Linked DNA regions of Mus musculus: all the other regions are linked to region 3. Evidence: chromatin contacts called from public Micro-C and promoter capture Hi-C data. All regions are on one chromosome and are shown on one strand. The core of a region is the stretch at or near the end of the contact, and the rest is flanking DNA. Distances in the headings are between cores, read along the strand shown.

What was found. Hi-C and Micro-C count contacts between places; a contact is called where the count stands out from the background. Capture Hi-C pulls out chosen DNA fragments and counts their contacts.
Region 1: a contact with region 3 is called in a Micro-C map of embryonic stem cells, with 2.7 times the contacts expected there. The contact joins the promoter of Adamts15 here to the promoter of St14 in region 3. A contact is called at or near these places in 1 of 484 Hi-C or Micro-C datasets (embryonic stem cells) and 1 of 9 other capture datasets (adipose tissue).
Region 2: a contact with region 3 is called in a promoter capture Hi-C map of adipose tissue. The contact joins the promoter of Adamts8 here to the promoter of St14 in region 3. A contact is called at or near these places in 1 of 39 promoter capture datasets (neural stem cells), 5 of 115 datasets of contacts at active chromatin or transcription factors (embryonic stem cells and stem cell-derived neural progenitor cells) and 2 of 9 other capture datasets (adipose tissue and pancreatic islet).

The regions. Positions count from the first base shown.
Region 1 is chr9:30,921,096-30,923,795 of GRCm38.p6, reverse strand. It overlaps Adamts15 (a disintegrin-like and metallopeptidase (reprolysin type) with thrombospondin type 1 motif, 15), which reads left to right and starts at 1,344. Exons shown (of 8, transcript NM_001024139.1): 1 at 1,344-2,515. The coding sequence starts at 1,559.
Region 2 is chr9:30,941,285-30,944,041 of GRCm38.p6, reverse strand. Adamts8 (a disintegrin-like and metallopeptidase (reprolysin type) with thrombospondin type 1 motif, 8) reads right to left here and starts at 1,480. Exons shown (of 9, transcript NM_013906.3): 1 at 441-1,480. The coding sequence starts at 1,205.
Region 3 is chr9:31,130,324-31,133,166 of GRCm38.p6, reverse strand. It overlaps St14 (suppression of tumorigenicity 14 (colon carcinoma)), which reads left to right and starts at 1,368. Exons shown (of 19, transcript NM_011176.4): 1 at 1,368-1,621. The coding sequence starts at 1,541.

The DNA.
Region 1 (2,700 bases), core at 95-2,594, 210 kb after region 3:
GAGAACCTTGAGGTCTAGTGCCACGATGTATCAGTTGGTGCCCAGCCTTCTCTCCAAGCTGGATGGCAACTTTACAACGTGATTGTGCTTTCTCCAGCTGATCTGCACCCACTCTCCCACTCCAGTGCCTTGCCCTATACTTGGGTAAGGATCAAAATACATACTAAGGGCACATGGCCTGCCTTCCATTGCCCACCAGTCCCTTGACTCTCCCTGCTAGAAGACAACCTGCATTTGCTTGGCTATTTCTTTCAGGCACTAGGATGCTAATAAATGCTTATTAAGGGCTTGCCTCCTCTCTTCAAGCCCTGATAACCAGCATTAGCTGTAACTTCACCAGGACCTGTTTTGAAAGCCAATTGCTATGTGGCTGTATGGGTTGATGGAGATACTAAGTAGAAGGCTGTTTGCTTTCCCATCTTCCTCTGCTCTTCTCTGGGAGCTTTGGGCTTGGGGGAGGGGGAAGGGTTGAGGGTCTCAGTGGCTCAAGACCAGAGGCAGCCATCAGATAATTAGGAAGAGATGGAGTTTTGAGAGTTTATCATCTTTATTTTAAAATATAACTTATTTAATTATAAGCTTATGTAATTTAGTTTTAAATAATGGCTGCATTTAACATCTGCCTGGCAGAATTACTGAAACCTGGCAGTCTGTCTAGCCCATCCAACACAGTGCTAACCCCACAGGGCAGCCTGTGTGGGGTCTGGGTTCAAGAAGGGCTGGCTGTGTTTCTCGGAGGTTGTTCTCCCAACACTAGGACCTTTAAAGGGCCCTCCTCGGTTTGAGGTCCTTTTGGAGACTTGATGGTTAAGAAGCAGGGTGGGGGTTGTTGCAACTGGAGGAAAGAGGTGGGCCTGGAAAAAGAGGTCAGTGCTGTCTTGGTTCCAGACTCCTGGACCCAGCTGCCTTGGGAAGGCTAAGACCCAGAGAGCTCACAGATGTCCACCCAGGCAGTAGTAACTGATGCATCTCCGCACTGGGGTACCTAGCGCAAAAAACGTGAATAGGCTCCAGCGTTCGTTTCTTAGGTCAGCCCACGCCTCCTGCCTCGGCATAACGCCACTCCCTCCCCGCCAAGTGGCTCTTGCTCAGGAGGCGGGACCGAGTTCTCCAGTGGCCCCTGGAGGCTCCAGGCAGCGAGCTCTGGGAGGCTGGGAGGGGAGTTAGGGGAGGGGCGCTGACTGGGCAGTCCAAAGAGGAGGGGGCCTTTAATAGGCTCGCCCAGCGCCTAGTTTGCTGCACCGCTAGCGGCTGCGGTTCGCGAAGCAGCCCGCCACCTCGCGTCACTTCTCCACGGCAAATTTTCGGCTGTGCACTTGACAGCGACCGTACTAAAGCTCCCAGAGCGCGCTTTGCTCAGGGAGGAACAGGTAGGAGGCGCGGGCTGCCCTGTGCACGCTCGCTGCTCTGGGAGGAGTCTCGCGGACTTGGTTGGCTGTCCTTTCTGGGAACTGCCCATTGTCCCGGGCGTTGGTGTGTGGGCTACAAGGGGACAGTGCTTGCCGTGGGAGCCGGGCTAAGTCCCATCCCAGAGCGCGTCTGTGCGCGGCCCGGCGCCATGCTTCTACTGGGCATCTCAATCCTGGCTCTCGCCTGGCGACCTGCTGGCAGCTCCGAGCCAGAGTGGGAGGTGGTCGTTCCAATCCGACGGGACCCGGACATCAATGGCCGCCACTACTACAGGAGGGGTACGGAGGACTCCGGGGATCAGGGTCTCATTTTTCAGATCACAGCTTTTCAGCAGGACTTTTATCTACACCTGACGCCAGATGCCCAGTTCCTGGCTCCCGCCTTTGCTACTGAGTATCTAGGTGTCCCGCTGCAGAGGCTCACTGGCAGCTCTCTAGACCTGCGACGCTGCTTCTATTCCGGGTATGTGAACGCGGAGCCAGACTCCTTTGCTGCTGTGAGCCTATGCGGGGGTCTCCGCGGAGCCTTTGGCTACCGAGGTGCGGAGTATGTCATTAGCCCTCTGCCCAACACCAGCGCGCCAGAGGCGCAGCGTCACAGCCAGGGCGCACACCTTCTCCAGCGCCGGGGTGCTCCTGTAGGGCCTTCCGGAGACCCCACCTCTCGTTGCGGGGTGGCCTCGGGCTGGAACCCCGCCATCCTGAGGGCTCTGGACCCTTATAAGCCACGGCGGACGGGCGCGGGGGAGAGCCACAACCGCCGCAGGTCTGGGCGCGCCAAGCGCTTCGTGTCTATACCACGGTACGTGGAGACACTGGTGGTGGCGGACGAGTCAATGGTCAAGTTTCACGGCGCGGATTTGGAACATTATCTACTGACGCTGCTGGCCACGGCGGCGCGACTCTACCGCCACCCCAGCATCCTCAACCCTATCAACATCGTGGTGGTCAAGGTGCTACTCTTAGGAGATCGTGACACTGGGCCCAAGGTCACAGGCAACGCGGCCCTGACTCTGCGCAACTTCTGTGCCTGGCAGAAAAAGCTGAACAAAGTGAGCGATAAGCACCCTGAGTACTGGGACACAGCCATCCTCTTCACCAGACAGGTGAGTTCATCTGTCACCTCTTTGGATGCAACCCCATTTTTTTTTTTTTTTTTTTTTTTTTTTTGGATCATTGAGTTTAGATCTCCAAAGCCCCTTTGTGCCACCCAATGCCCCCTTTAAATTGGTTCCTTTCGAATTCTAGCGTTGGAAGTTCTATACAGAGTCCTCTCCTAGGCTCAGCAGAG
Region 2 (2,757 bases), core at 231-2,730, 190 kb after region 3:
TACTTACAGGAACCTCAGTTCTGTACCCAAAGACAGTCCCAGCTACCTTGTCCCAGCCCAGCTTCCTCTCCTAGGAAGTCTCAGAGAGTCTCAGATAGTAGAGAATTGCGGGAAGCAGGACCAGGAAGGACAGGGCTCTTTAGCAGTTTTTAATCTCCCTTTGGGAGAAGCAGGTGCCTGGGAACTGTGGAAGACTCAGGATGCTGGGAAGAGACAGAGCCAGCGCCTCTACTGTAAATTGGAAGGGATTTAGGGATTGGGAAGTAGGAAGCCGGGAAGGCAGAAGCTAATGGAGTTACTGCTGTTTCTCAGAAAGAAGAAAGTCCCCTTTGGGGTTGGGCTTGGGAGCGCGAGGGATCCCCCCCCCCCCGTGGGAAGGGAAGAATTGAAAACCATCGAGAGGCAATAGACTGTTAGTCAGGGTCTGCGGAAGGTCCTACCTGCAGGTCGGTCCCATAGAAGGCAGCCATGGACGCATCAGCCACCAGAAGTGTTTCCACGAAGCGAGCCTCGGACACAAACCTCTTGCTTCTAGTTTTGGATCCGAAGGGTGGTGGCACTTTGCGGGAGTCTTCTGTCTCTTTGAGCAACCCCTCCTTGTCCTGCTTCCTGTCCTCTTCGTTGTCACTTCTCTCCTGTCCCTGCCCATTACCCATCTCCACCTCCCACTCCAGTCCTTGAGGGAGGGGGAAAACTTCGGCGGCAGCGAGCCCGGGGTCTTCGCGGCGCTGTCCCGGCCCCCAGCGCTGCAGGCGATGAGGCTGGTCCAGGGAGTCCCCAGCGCCCTGTGGCTGGATGGTGAACTCCTCGCCTGCCAGCAAGAACGAGCCGCTCAGCCCGCGACACAGGCTCATCGCCGCCAGCGACTCCCGTTCTCCATTCACTGTGCCAGAGAAGAAGCAGCCACGCAGTCCCGGCTCGCCCCCGGCCGCCGCGCTCGAGCCCCCGAGGCGCTCGATCTTGAATTCCGGCGCCAGGAAGCTGGCGTCAGGCGCCAGGCGCAGCACGAAGCCCTGGCCGAAGGCGGACAGGTGGAAGGCGAGCTCGCTCGCGCTGCCGGGCAACCGCGTGGGCACCACTAGCTCCGAGGCCTGCGCCCCGGTTCCCGGCCCCGCCGGGGCGCCGCAGACGAGTGGCGGCGGCGGCAGCTGCAATAGCAGCAGCAGGAGGGGCGGCCACCCGGTGGTGGTGGGGTCGCGGAGCATGGGGGCAGAGTGCTGCGGAGCGCGGGAGAGGGAAGAAGATCGCCGCGCGCGGGCAGGTGCTGGTGGCCCGAGGCGGCCGGGCCGCTCTGTCCAGGAAAAATGATCAATCGGATGGGGAGGCCGACTCGGCTAGCGGCAGCAGGCGCGGCGGTCCCCTGGCGGCCCCTCTGGATCGCGCAGCCCGCTCCTCCTGCGCCAGCCAACCTAGCAGAACTCGAGCAGCTGGCGCCCCGGGCCGCGAGCGCGCGTCCTCCGCGGCGTCCCGTGCAGTCGCCTCCTTCCTCGGGAAACACCGAGTGGGCTGCCGAGCCCTTCGTATTTATACTTCCTTCCCGGCTTTGACATAAGAGGTTTATTTTTGATCGCTCACTATTCCCGTTTCCCCTCCCCTGGGGTCAGAGACAGAAACAGAAAAGGAGAGGAGGGGAAAAAAAAGGGATGAAATGTAAAACCAATCAGGAGTCAGTGAGCCCCTCCCGATAGTTAAGTAGTTAAGTGTCAACTACAGCTTTTTTTTTTTTTTTCCTTTTTACGTGACTACGTGAAGACCCATGCCAATTCCTGTAATGCTGGACAGTCCCCCTGAAGGCGAGTCCTAGATGGGAGAGACACTGGCTTCTTCTTGTGCAAGAGCCAGGTGCTGGGGACAGACACACCCTGCTCTGGCCTCAGAGACAGTATGCAGATTTTTGTACAAACCTGGCAGTGTTAAAAGAGGTTTGTGGGAAGGTTCCAAAGCCTTTAATGGTCAAATACAAAGTGAGAGGTAGGAAAGTCATACTGGAATCACGCTGTCCATTAGGAGCACTTCAGAACTTTAAAAATGCCACCTGGTCAAGGTTGTTTTGTTGCTTGCTTCTGAGCATAGTGGGGGTAGTGAGAGGCTACTACCAGGAAAGTAAAATGGATTCAATACCACTACATTTCTCGTTTCCTATGGGAGGAAGTACTTCACCAGTCTGTCTTCTGATGCACAGCTCTGCCAGTTGCCTTGCTGACACGGGGAAAGGTGGCCAGGTCCCTTATACTGTATTGCCCACAGCTCCAAATACATCTAAATATGTGGGGAGATAATTCACTCTGCCACCTTCCTACAGAAGAGAGTGGGATCCAGCAAGAGTGATGACCGTCTTAAGACCACAAACCACAATCTTTGTATCCACTCTAGTATTACCGGTGCAGGTCTAGATTGGATTCAGAATCAACGTTCTCTCAGTACCAGAACAAGTCCTAGCCCCTCGCCCTGTGTCTTTTCTGAGACAATCATGGAGGATACAGCATTTGGCAGCTCACCTACCCCCAACTACGCAGCTCTTTGCTTATGTGAGGGTGCCTACAGTTGAGTCATTCTTACTTCGTTTGGCCGATCCAATCCATTTCTGTAGCTGTGAAGGATTGGCCTATGCAAAAGACTCCTTGGGACTTGTTACCTACAAAGAGGAGTCTCTTAAATTAACTTGTGTCACTACAGAACCTAAGGAAAGGCCCCAGCACCGCAAGCTCTCTCCACTTTTATAGGACTGCAAAGGAGTGGTTGAATCTCCTTCCTTTG
Region 3 (2,843 bases), core at 119-2,618:
GCCAGTGGTAATCCAAAGCAGGGAGTTATTTTTCAATATGCTCCATTTGGCTTTGGAATTCTTTGCATGCAGTATAGTGGCAAATTTATTTCCCTGTGCATCACACTCACATAACTTAGACTTGGAAGACTCCGGTCAGTGAGACACAGTAGTGCAATGATAGAGAGACAGAAAGACCCAGTCCTGGCTCACAGGGAGGACGAGTCTGTGTCAGTAGACTCTCTTTGGTCTAATATCACCAGAGTTGTTACATCACTTATCTCCAGAATACATCAGCAGGGGGCTCTGCTTGCTGTAGCTGCTGTGGGACACAGACTCATAGAGATTTATGTTATTTTAAGAAGGGCTGGGTTCTAGGTAGAAACTTGGGGCTTGTTAATTTCAAAGTAGGAGTTCAAAGGAGCAAAATTTCATTTTGCTCATTCTTGTTTCCCAAGAGCTAGGACAGCACATACTATGAGCTCAGGAGTTTTGGTTCACTAATCAAGACTGCAGAATATCAGCAGAGAAATACCCAGGTGGGGAACACCTTTGGTGCCTGTGCTGGGAAGGCACGTATCCTTAAAGAAGGAAAGTGTGGGTCCTGCAGGATGACTGAGCCAGTAAGGGCTCTTACTGCCCAGCCTGATGATTCTCCATCCCTAGAACCCACAAGGTGCAAGGAGAGACCAAGTATCTCGCAAGTTGTTCTCAAACACGCAAATAAACAACGACAACAATAACAACAAATTAAAGGAAGGGAGTGTAGAAAAAAGGGAGGAGGTTGACTAGCGATCTAGTCTAGAGGTCAGAAAGGATTACGAAAATACAGAAAAGACGCTTTTCAAGACGGGATGTGCAGTCAGTATCTGATGCTGCAAATAGTTGGAGAAAGACTCTGGGGACCTGCAATCATTTCTCTGGGCACAGGCCACTGTCAGTGGCTCTGACAGCGAAGAAGAGGCTGCTACTGTCCCCAGGAGGGGACATGACACAGGAGGAAGGCCTGGTCTTAACAACAGCTGGCTACGGTTTTGAAGGGACAATAACGGAGACACAGGCATCTGGTAACATGATTGATTGTAGGGAAAGATCCACGGGAGAGAGATTAAAATTGTATTAAAGATGGTGGAGAGATGGCCAGTATCAAAGGACCGGACTGAAGGGCTGTGCTCCAGGAGAAAGAGCCACCCGTGACAAAGAGGAAGAAAGAGCCAGAACTCTGTGGTGCTCCTTTTCGGGGTTCTGGCGGGAGGGAAAGAGCTTCCTGGGGGCGTGGCGGAAGGCGGGACCGGCCGCAACAGGTGTGCGGGCGCCGGTGCTGGCTGGCTGGAGGGGCGGGGCGACCCTGGAGGCCACACCCTGAAACTACCTGAGCTGGGAGGAAGGATGAGAACTGGAGCCTCCGCCGCGGGCCGGGCGCGCTGGGCCTGCCCCGGAACTTGGCCCGTGCCTCACCTCGTCCCCCTCGTCCCTCGTGTCCCCAACACCCCGCGGGCCATGGTAGACGGCTGCCCGGAGGGACCACGCGTCTGAGACCGGCGATCGGACCGCCAAAACCATGGGTAGCAATCGGGGCCGCAAGGCCGGAGGGGGCTCTCAGGACTTCGGCGCGGGACTCAAGTACAACTCCCGGCTAGAGGTGGGCGAGGGCTGGGGACCCGGGGTCGGGCGTCCACAGTTCTGATCCGCGCGCAGCGTCGCCTGCGCGGGGCCCTCGGTTTCGCCCGAGCTCCGCTCTACGGCTCGTGGGTGGCCGGAGCTCGGGCGCACAGGTGGAATTTCCTGTTCGGTGGGTGCCTGGCCGCTGGTGGCAGGGCGGGGCCGGTCGGACCTCGGTCCCAGACCTGCCTCGCGCTGGGCACTGAGGAGGTGGGAAGCCGTAGGGCCCGGAGGCGTCGGGGTTGGGGCTGGCAGGATCTCCGTGGGGGTCACCATTGCTCTGGGCTATCAATCAGTGCTCCGAGTGGGTGACCTGGGCTATGGCAAGGACAAGTTGGAGACTTGTCTGTCCTTGGCCTCTGCACAAACTCGTTTTAGTCTTCCTGGTCAAAGGCGCTTTGGATCTTTTGTAAGGGTTGAACTCAGAGCAGAGCTTTGTCCACACAGAGTGTGGAGCCCTTGAGAAGGTGGCTGTCTGGGTAGTGGTGAAGCATGTGTCCTGAGCCTTCTGGAAGAAGCCTTTAGTAAGCGGGAAGCAGAAGCCTGAGAAGTCTCTTGAAAGACCTCAGAAGCATTTCACTTTGCTGCACACAGTGGGGGAGGGCGTTAGTTATCCTGAAAGACACACACGGGTCGTGGGGTAGTGGTGGCGCCGTGCTCTGGTGGGACTAGCGGCCAGGCTTTTTTCTGAACCGCAGCTAGAGGCTGGTGAGCGAGGCTTGTTGCTCTGGCAGAGGCAGTTTCCTGGAGCCGAGCCTCCCCTTCCGCCGCTTTTTCATGCACTCCTTCTCTGCTGACTTGGAGAAGACCAGATCTCGGGGGACCGTGAGCTGGGACTTCACTTCTCACCCCTTGTAACAGAGTCCCCGCAACCTGTGCTTCTGCCCTGCAGTGAGATGCCACCTGCTGCCGCCTTCTCCTTCTTTCTGTGATTGGGGTGTTTGCGAGTCCTTAGTAATTGCCTGCTTGGAACTCGTGCCTCCTCCGCAGGTAGCCTGCCGCTTGGTGTTTGACCTTCATCTGTTTTTCTCTCATTTTCGGTTTGCCCTTCCAGACTTCCCTTTCGAAGACGGGTGCTGATATTGAAAGTGGGTCCTCTGGTGACTGAACTCAGTCTCCTGTTTAGGCCACGTATCCCTAGGGTGGGAGCCAGGGTGGGGCTCACCACTCTAGTCCCTGGGCTCCTGATAGATTACTATTCA